3 separate regions of the Gossypium arboreum genome follow, and all the other regions are linked to region 1. The links are chromatin contacts, called in public Hi-C maps. All regions are on one chromosome and are shown on one strand. The core of a region is the stretch at or near the end of the contact, and the rest is flanking DNA. Distances in the headings are between cores, read along the strand shown. Region 1 holds the start of LOC108479638 (formin-like protein 6). Region 2 holds the start of LOC108459970 (cyclin-D5-1-like). Region 3 holds the start of LOC108456301 (zinc finger protein AZF1).

Region 1 (3,541 bases), core at 663-3,162:
AATTTTTAGATATTAATTTGGGCCGGGATTAATTTGAAAGAAAGTTTAGAAGAGGGGAAGATTTAGGGAGGTTTTATGTTGACATTTGCCCTTATTGTTGTTGTTGTTCATAAAACAAGAGAAAACCAAGAATCAAGTAACCTAAAATCTTTCTTTATTTCCTTCCTTTGCCGACAGAGCTTCAGTTTTCCAAGTTGTTATATTTGCATCTACTCGAAAAAAATTCTATCGTTTGCCACAATTCTTTCGGTCTACCGTTTGCTTCAATATTTGCAAATATTTATTCAATCAGCCTCCAATGCACAACTGCTATTTGTCCCTCGAATATGCTGCTCCAGTCTTCCTCGATTTGCTATTTGCCACGCTAAACTTGTTTCAGCTGCTTCCTTTGCTACTTCCTCAATTAACTTGCTTTTTGCTTCAATCTTTCTTTCTAAAGAAACTTCACTCCTATTTGCCATCTAATTGGCGTTGCTATTGACTTCATTATTTCAAAGTTGCTGCCGATTGCTTATTCAATAGATTCTGCTGATTAGTGGGCTGCCATCTTCTTCTATTTCCATCCAAATACTTGCTACTCTTCTCATAAATTTGGCTGCTTTTTCTTTGTTGTGGTAAGTGTTCTGTTCCTTTAAATTTTTGCTTATATTGATCTAGTGTTTTATTATATTAACTTGCTTTTGAGAAAGGTTAATTTAGATGATTTTAGATCAGGATGAATTGAGTTCATATGTTAATAAAAATGTTGAATTAAATATATATATATATATATATATATTTATACAACTTCTAAAATTACTCGATAAAATTTAATTTTTAACATTTATAATAATATCGATATTAATTAAAATAAGATTTAATCGATTTAAATATAAATTTATTAAAGTTAAATTAAAAGTTTTTATTATTTATTAATTTCCAATTTATAATTTATGTGAGAATTATCCGTTTTAATAATATCAATTTTAATATTTCAAACTTATATCATTTCACTCAACCTAATAATTTGTAACCGTTTAAATCCATCTTTATATACAATTTTAGCAATCCATCAATCTTCGAATATAGATCATTTCTTTAACTTTTTAAGAAATTATTTTAAGAGTTTTATATATTTAAAAAGATTATTATCTTCATCAAATTGAAAAGAAAAATTTTCTCAATTTCATCATTTATAAAGATTTCAACATCTTACCTTAGGGCTTAGGCTTTAAATAAAGTAGTAAAGTAGGGAGTGGGCACAGAGATTTAATGGCACCAAAGCGAGAAAGAAGGTTTAATAAAATATGTGCCACTGCATTTTCTCGATCCCGACGAAAGATGAAACAGTTAGATAAATTAATTGGACAAAAATGGATACCAACCTGGTCATTTTATTTTCACCATTTCCATGGTCATCATCGTCTTTTTACTTTTGATCTAAACCCACTCAATATGCTAAAAAGTTTATTCTGTCTTCTCAGATCTGTTTTTTTTTTCATTTCATACGTGGTACCCACAATATAAAGAATATAATTTTATGAGATTAATTTTATTAATAAAAAAAGTTAAGTCACTTCATAAAACCTAAATGTATTTACTCTTTAAAAGCTACCATCTTTGTCTAAAACAATACACTGTTAAAAATTATTTACTTATAAAGTGAAAAGCAGTCACCTTTTTTATTTATAATTTCTTTAACCCACAAAATTGTCATATTACATCGAGTGTCAGGTAATTAACCAAAAATATTAAATGATAAAATAAAATAAAATTATTTATATAAAAAAAAGCTCCTTTTTCTTGTCTTCATTTGAACAACAGTATAAAAGGTTATTAATTTTCATTTTTACTTCTTTTCTCTTCTATATTACATACGAGTAAATACATAATTTTAATTTAGATAATCTAAATTGTTTTTAGGTAGATAATATGATTATAAGAAAAATCCCATATCTCCTCCACCTCCGGTAAATAGGAAAAATTAGAAATTAGTAAAATTGGGCTATGGCTGAACTCATCTGCTTGGCATCCAGATCTTGCATCAAAAAGAAGCTTCCCCTGACTAAACAACTCCAATTCTTCTTTCTCTTAATATTAAATAAAGTGCTATTTTTTTTCTTTTAATTAATTAATTATTTATCTTTTCTTTGCCAAGGGTTGAAAGGAACGGAGAAGCAAAGTCATGTCTTCCCCCGTAGATGAATTTTGAGAAAAAGGAGAAACAACATTGGACCCGAAAAATTCAGCATGAGAGCAGCTTATCATATTCTCCTCTTTTTCATCTTACTACCATTGTCTTCACCAACATCAAAAGCTGCTGTTTCTGTAATTGAGGATTTTATCATTTATAGAAGAATTCTACACCAACCATTATTTCCAGCTGGTTCAGCCCCACCTCCAGGGACCGACAATTCTATACCTCCACCGTCTCCTCCGCCGCCTGACCCAACTCAGCCATTCTTCCCTGAAGGTCAGCAATCCCCAGATCAGAATCAACAATCTACACCACCAGCTGCAGCGGCCAATGGCTCAATCCCAATCCCAACCGCAACACAACCCACCAAACCAGCTAAAAGAGTTGCAATTGCAATCTCTGTGGGGATTGTAACCTTGGGAATGTTATCAGGACTTGCTTTCTTCTTGTACCGTCATAGGGCTAAACACCCTGGAGATACCCAGAAGCTTGTTGGAGGGAACTCGGAGAGGTTCCAGGAAGATTCCGGGGTGCCACCTTCCAGTTTTCTTTACATTGGAACAGTGGAGCCAATGAGGAGATCGGTGAGTGAAGTGAACGGAGGAGCCAATGGTTCACCTTATCATAAATTGAACTCAGGGAAGAGATGGGATCGGTATAGGCCAAGTCCTGAACTGCAGCCATTGCCTCCTTTGGCTAAGCCTCCTGCATTTGAGAATTGTTCACCCACGGCAATGTCACCTTCATCATCTTCTTCTGGTGAAGAGAGTCAGGGGACTGGTTTTTATACCCCCCAGGGCTCAACTATTAGCAATGAAGAAAGCTATTATACTCCGGCTTCACGTTCGATTAGTGGCGGTTTGGTGACTCCGGCCAAGACAGAAATGAATGGGAATACTAATTCTGGTCGTCCTCGTTCCAAAAGAACATCTCCAAAAACAAGGCTTTTGGCTTCTTCACCCGAAATGAAGCGTGTTATTATCCCTTCAATAAAGCAGCAGCGGTCGCAGCTGCCTCCTCCTCCTCCACCACCACCGCCTCTTCAACAATCACAAAGCCTAGCCCCTGAGTTACATGAGACCGAAGAAACTACTTGTGCAAAAAGGGCGAAATTCTCCTCCCCACCTCCTCCTCCAAATGTGGCGTTACTTCGATCAATTAGCAGCCATTTGTCCCCACAAAGAACAAAAATTCCACCTTCGCCTCCACCTCCACCTCCACCGCCCCCTCCGTTCCCAGCAACGGGACCTTCAATTCCGAGGACAGTAAGGTCCTTGGAAACCGATGTGTCTCTAAAACCTTCCCCAGTGTTAAAAACGCAAGAATCCTCGACTCCAATTCCCGATATAAGTGAAGGGGGTGGGA
Region 2 (3,541 bases), core at 287-2,786, 470 kb after region 1:
TTGCATGATTGTCATTAGTATAGTGTTGAAGTCATATAAATAAGAGGGAAATGTAACACAGAATCGCTCACAATTTCTAGAGATCCCCAGAATGAAATGAAATTCATCTTGAGCTCCATTGCTTTTCTTGTTAATCTTTTATCAGAAGAAGCGGCTAACACCGCAGCTGCAGCAATAACCGATGATCGATGATCTACCAAATTGATTTCTGCACATCAAAAAGATCTATTCGTAAACATAAGCATACAAAGCTAAGTTCATAACTACATTCAAAGCTGGATTTTTAGAATTACCTTTTATCATAAGCACAATAAGATGCAGAGCTTTTGAGACTAATCCTTTAGGTTTAGATTCACCATAAAATTTATGGATGAAGTAAGATAAATAAGCAAAGGGCGTGATTGTACTCATCTTCCATTCCAAAGTACTGACTACCAATAACTCCATTCTTTGAATCACTTTGTTTTCAAAGTGATCTTGTATAGGATATTCTGATAAAACAGGTACTCTGCGCTCTTCCATTTTTGCTGCTAATGATAAACACGCCACCGACAACAATCGAATAACCCACAACTTCCCATCCTAACATCCAAAAATACATTGTTACAAACACAAACGAGAAACCTTTCATTTGACCATTGCTTGAACAATAAAAGAAAAAAAAAAAAAGGGGCTTACATCAATGGATTTCTTTGAGAGAAATCGATCCAAGTACATTACAGACAGATATGCTGTATGGATTTGAAACCCAAAGAGTGTTCTTGTCTAGATCAAAGAAAAAAATGTTTCATCGAACCATCCCTACTAAAAAGGAAAATAATAAATAAAGAAAAATCAGAAAAAATACAAACATTAAACATCCATTCAATAGCATTCAAGCGAGCACATTGCGGCCATTTGTTTCGAATGGTAATGGGATAATCAGAGATACAAGAAGTTTCTCTTTGAATCAACTTCTCAATATATTCATCATCATCATCCTTATCATTCAAGTAAAGATTTTCATCGTCTTCAGCTTCTGTTTCAGAAAAAGAAACTTCTTCTTCAGTTTCTTGACACAAGAGATTAGAGCAAGAAAAGTAACTCTCAAACTCCCCCATTTGTCTGTGGACTTCAAATCTCAACCAAAAGAAGAAAAACAAAACATGGGTTTGGTCGTTTATTTCCTACAAGGCTACAACTAGTAGTATATATGTAGAGTGTTGAATACACGTCTGAGGAGATTAAGGAAAATCCTAGAGAATGGGAGTCCCCAATTTAATTTTTTATTTACTTTATAAATCATTTTAATTTTTATGGCGTAAAAATAAGTATTTTATATTTAAAATAATATTCAAAAGACGTTCATTTTGTCGAATAATTATAGAAATTTAAAACTAAAAATAATATAAAATATTAAAAATCAAATTGAGTATAATAAATAATTTAAAAAATCTAAAGAATCCAACTAAACCAAAATGACCTAAAAAGAGATTTGAGTTGTGAGGAGTGAAAAAGCGGGAAAAGGGAAGGTGATGATGAGAGTCGCGGTTTTGGTGCCGCCAAAATCAGCGGACGAGATATAAGAGAGAAATAGGCGTTATTTGGCAGTTACGGTGAGTGTGCACCGTAGGAAACTAATCGTGCACCGTAGGAAACTAATCATGCACCCCACTCTTACGCGCTTCTCTCCCTCAATTCTCTGCATCTTTTGGGAGATTCTGCTTATGTTGGTAGCATACGGGTCAAAGGTATTGTATAATTATTACTAAAGTATCCTATACACGGCCATTGTTAGTGGAATAATGAAACTCCTACTAGGTTTAAATGATGCCATAATTAAAATTTTAAGTATTGAAATTTTACTCTTAAATTTTATAAATGATGAATTTATATTAGAATATTATTTGGTAAATTAGTAAATATAACTATTAAATATAATTGTGATGTTTGATAAATATAAATATTGATTTTAAAATATTATTAATTATTAATTATTAATTTTATTAATATAATATTTATATTATTTTAAATTGTTTTAGATAAAAGATAAATATAGTATTTTGAATATCTCATTTTAAAGAGATATTTCATTTTAATTTTAATAAAATAAAACTGATTTAATACTTTTCTAGCTTAAGCGATAAGTACAACTTACTTATCTTATTCAACCTTATTTTTACTGAAAATTTTATATTATGTAAAAGATTAAAATTGATTATTCAACACATTTGAAATAATAAATGCTAAAAATTTCATTTTCAATGAAATGAAAATATTCAAAATAAAATAAAATTTCCAATGGTTTATCAAAGTGTATTATTTTTATTCCATGCACTAGAGATGAATAGAACAATTAAGTATAATAATATTAATTTAACGTATAATTTCGGTAAAAGTGCAATGGATGCCCCTATACTAAAAGTCTGATTGCATTTTATTCTTCTACAAAAAAAAAATGAAGAAGAAGAAGAAGACGACACATTAGCCCCTGTACATTAGGAAGAAAAGTACAAATAGATCATTCTATTAAAAATTCCATTCAGTTGTATTACTAAGTAATTATTTGGCTTTTTAAAATTTTTTTTAATGTAAGTGATGTGGAATTAGAGGATGAGTAGGATTATGTAAAGTACCATGGAGGCCCTTATAGTAGGAGATAGATTACATTTTACCTCATCTACTCAAAAAATAAGCAAATTAGTCCGTGTATGTTAGATTAAAGAGTAAATTGGTTCTTTTGTTAAAAAATTCATTCATTTCTACTGTTAAGTGATAACATGGCTAACGGATCAATCATACATTAATACATGGTGTTCCACGTGTACCTCATGCTTTTCATATAAAAAATATTTAAAAATTAAAATCCATAAATAAATAAATAAATAAATAATTCTAAAATTAAAATCCATAAATAAATAAATAAAATTTCTAATAATTATTTAAAAACCATATCCGGATGAACTTGATCAAATGGTTGTCCGAGTTCATCTTGAATATGATTTTTAAATAATTAAAAATTATAAAATGATTAAAAACAACGGTCAAAATGGATATGGACGAATGGATGTTTAGATTCAAATGACCTTTGACAACAATTACTCTAGGTTCATTTTGGAGTGATATTTTAAATAATTATAAAAATCATACAAAATTATAGAAATTTATTTAAAATGATTAAAAACATAAGAAATTATAAATAATTACTAAATTTTAAAAATTAATAATAGAAAGTTATTATGAAAGGTTACTATTGTATATATTTATGTATGCACATGTATACACATTTTGCTTATAAGAAATTAATAAAATAGTACTCATCAACTTGTTTAACTAAAAATATCAACTTGATTAAAAAGATATATGTGTATATGTGTATTTGAATTCTTTAAATATGTTATGTGTGTATGTATGGCTTTAATAATTTTTAAATTTGTAATGATTATTTATAATTATTTATAATTCTTAATAATTTTAAAGAATTTATAATTTTTTAAAATTTTAATTATTTGAAAACCTTGTCCAAGATCAACATATATACATTGTTGCCCATGTTGTTCAA
Region 3 (3,541 bases), core at 419-2,918, 300 kb before region 1:
CAATTTTATTTTTTTTCTGAATTGAAATTTTTATCAACAAATACTTGGACACACTTCAAACTTTGTATGTATTGGATGCACTTGAAATGACATCAGTACCCTATAAAACTTAATACCTATCTAGAAAAGTTAACTTTTTCAGGGTATCATTGATGGGTTTTCTTATTTCCGTGGTTTATTAAAATGGTTATACAAAGAAATGAAACAATTAGAATAAGCTATAGCTTTAATTTAAATTACCAAAATAAATTTCCAAAATTTTACTTTAAATCATAAACAAATTTAAGAAGAAGACATGAGCATATAAAATTTTTCAATACCAAACAAACAAATATTTTATAATGACCTTAATCCTCATGTACATCAACAAAACCAAGAGAGAGCTAAAAAAGTAAATAAATAAATAACGTTAAAACATGCCAATTAAATTGAAAAAGAAAAAGACTAAAATAAACAACAACAAAGTCCACTCCAATCATTCACCTAATCTAAATCTGATTTTTTACAAAACATTCAATAAACCTTGCAGCTTCCGTGCTTAAGCGTCGGTAAACGGACTCTCGACCTCTTCATCGTTGCGGCAAAATTTATCTTGTCTAAGAACGTCCATACTTGTTTCATCTGGTCCAGCAGGTAAATTCAAGTCGAAGTCACGTTGACTCTGGCTCCAGGATTTAACACCATCGTTACCGCTGTTATTATTGTTGCTGCCAGCTTCGTAGTGGCATCTTTTATGTCCTCCCAAGGCTTGACCTGAAGAAAACGTCTTGTAACAGATGGAACACGTGTGTGTCTTGCCACCTTGGTTGCTGATCATGGCATGTGAATTTGTAGCCGTCGTGGATGCGGTGAATTTATCTTCAGCAGCAGCGGTGGTTGTGGAGTCTTCATCAGCTCCAACAAATTTCCTGTGACTGGACTTGTGTCCCCCTAAAGATTGATAAGTTGGAAACGATTTGTTACAAACTTCACACTTGTAGTTATGATTGAGGGAGTTTTTGGCGGCAGCTGAGCCTGAGGGGTTGTTCCTGGTGGTTCCCTTAGCCAGCATGAGAAGGCAAAGAGCTAAGTATTCTTCTTCCGTTGGCGGGTTTTCAGTTCTGGGTCTTTTTGTTCTTTTCCTCCTTGTCCATGGCTCAACACAGTGGTAGTCAACTGTATCATCATGGTGGAGCAGTGGAGGGGCTGAAGTTGGAGAATTCAACGTTTCAAGAGCCATTCAAGAGAGGTTTTTCAATGGGGAGTTGGGGTTGGCTTGGAGTGAGCGTTTAGAGTGAACAAAGGAATGGTTTTTATATTGGGAGGAACAAGGAATAGAAGGGAAGCATGGAAAGAAAGTGCTTAATAAGTGGAGACTGAGAATGAGCAGGTTGAAGAAAGTTTTATGTTTGCATGTCGTCGTCCATTGGTTGAGTGGAGTGTGGATTGGGTTGTTATAGTAATAAATTGGTGTTGTCTTCAAACTGGTGACTGTTTCTAAGTCAACAATCAAGACTTTGTTTATTCTTGCAGTAATTTCAACAGGAACTTTCCGTACGTTTGTTTGGTAAAATACTAGGGAAGTTGCTACTTCAATATTTAACTTCCCCCACACATACGATGATAAGGTGGAAGTGTGTGTTTAGTAGTGGAAACATGGGATATGGTTGAAAAGGTAATGGCCGAATCCGACTGTAATGTGTTTTAAAATTGAAATGGTCTTGGATGGGTGTGTTCAGCGTGTTGCACCAACAGCAGAAGAAGTGGCATAGTGGGAACTTAACTTGGCTTTTATGGTAGTTTGATTTTTATAGTAAGGCGTGTCAATTGGTAACCGCGGCTGCGACTTTTCTAGTTAGTTGAGTCATCAGGAAATTACTTGGGGTGGTCCATTTGTCCTTAGCTCACCTGTCTAACAACCGGCGAGTGATGAGCGGGGGGTCAAGCAGTGCACCCATCACAAACCCTGCAATGTGTGGGCCAAGCCTTTGCTAGCCTGCTCGACGTGGACCTCAGACCATGACCTTAGTTACCTTAGCTTATCTAAAAGATCGGGTTATTCAACTCTTCACCTCGGTCTTTATCTCAATATAGGAACTTTCAAAGTAGATCGTATATAGCAAGAAAATAAAATTGAATTTATTACTACAAAAAAAAAGAAAAAAACAGCTTTGTTTAAAGGTATTCCAATATAATGAGGTGTACAAGAATACCACTTCTTTATATTCAAATACATGAAAATGACTGGTTTGCTGGAATCTTAGTCAAGACGTAGGCTCAATAAATTTGTTTTTGTTTTATTTATTATTAGACATTTAGTTGCTATACTTGGAACAAATTGGGGCAGCTCATAGAGGTAGTTACCCGATTGAACAAGTCATGTTGTTTGGTTGTTGCCGACAAGTCAATTATTCATTCAGTTCACGAGCGGCGGCAGGCAACGTCATGGCTCGGTAGTAGTACGGCACCACATGGGAACTATGTTTTGCTAGGGTTCAAGCAATTGAAGAGGTAAAGAAATTTATGGAAGGATAAAAGCGAGGTGGATGTTATTCTTCAAATGTGCATTTATTTATATACAAGAGTAATGTGAATGAACTAATAACAGAACTTTTAAATGGAAGAATAAATTTTAATTTTAAATAATTTAAACAATAAAAAATTTTAAATTTGTTATTTTAATTTTTAGGTGAAAGGTAAAAAAACAAAATTAAAAAATTAAATTATATAATGTGTAAAATTAAAAGTAATTTTTTAAAAAATTAAGATTAAATTGACACAATATATAAAAATATCAATAGTTAAAACTTCTATCATGCAAATTTTAAAAATTATCATTTTTTTCTATTACCATTTATCGACTAGTAACAAAAAAATCGCATAATTAAATAACTGTTATATAACTTGTCATAATTAAGTGATAAAAAAAATTACTAAGGTGACCAAATTTTGGGGATTGGGTGTTTTGGAGGTATGACCTGCCTCTATAGCAAGCCCAATTACTTCTGTTGTATAATGGACACTTCGGGGCGATATATCTCCTAAATATCCATTTATGGACTTTTCGGCCCACATAAACTCTTTAACATTATTAGGAGGGCATTTATATACGGAATCAAAGTCAAATGAGTCATAGGATAAATAAACTGGATCTTCTAACTCCAACTTGCTACATGCCTTACACCACAACTACTCACCAAGAAAAAAGGGTAAAAAATAGACATTCCACCTTGCAATCAGACCCCACACATCCTACATTGTACTCAAACAATCCCAACATTCTCCATTCTTCAGCTGAGAACAAACCGACACTCAAGGAAACCTGAAACAAACACGAAACCATGTTGTAATTGAAAAGGCATTAGAGCTTAAATTTAAGTGGAAACAAAGTATGGGTTAAGTTTAAGTTACTTGGGTCAGCATTGATAATCATAGCAGTGCCTCCAAAATTGCAAGTTCCTCCATTTCTCTTGGTCTTTTGCCAGTAGCTGTTGAAAGCATAAGAAGCATGAGCAACAATGGTGTCTGGGTAGAAACAGCTCCCATCTGGCATAAGTTCTTT

What was found. A called contact is a pair of places that touch in the nucleus more often than the background predicts.
Region 2: a contact with region 1 is called in a Hi-C map of leaf, with 4 times the contacts expected there. The contact joins the promoter of LOC108459970 here to the promoter of LOC108479638 in region 1. A contact is called at or near these places in 2 of 5 Hi-C or Micro-C datasets (both in leaf).
Region 3: a contact with region 1 is called in a Hi-C map of leaf, with 2.3 times the contacts expected there. The contact joins the promoter of LOC108456301 here to the promoter of LOC108479638 in region 1. A contact is called at or near these places in 2 of 5 Hi-C or Micro-C datasets (both in leaf).

Annotation. Positions count from the first base shown.
Region 1 is chr12:40,759,168-40,762,708 of ASM2569848v2, forward strand. LOC108479638 (formin-like protein 6) reads left to right here and starts at 1,913. Exons shown (of 4, transcript XM_017782354.2): 1 at 1,913-3,541. The coding sequence starts at 2,230.
Region 2 is chr12:41,230,031-41,233,571 of ASM2569848v2, forward strand. LOC108459970 (cyclin-D5-1-like) reads right to left here and starts at 1,537. Exons shown (of 5, transcript XM_017759364.2): 1 at 852-1,537; 2 at 679-765; 3 at 294-582; 4 at 72-208. The coding sequence starts at 1,100.
Region 3 is chr12:40,454,562-40,458,102 of ASM2569848v2, forward strand. LOC108456301 (zinc finger protein AZF1) reads right to left here and starts at 1,669. Exons shown (of 1, transcript XM_017754899.2): 1 at 310-1,669. The coding sequence starts at 1,219. The coding sequence ends at 539. LOC108454157 (glucan endo-1,3-beta-glucosidase 1) reads right to left here. Exons shown (of 3, transcript XM_053023236.1): 2 at 3,391-3,541; 3 at 3,082-3,301. The coding sequence ends at 3,270.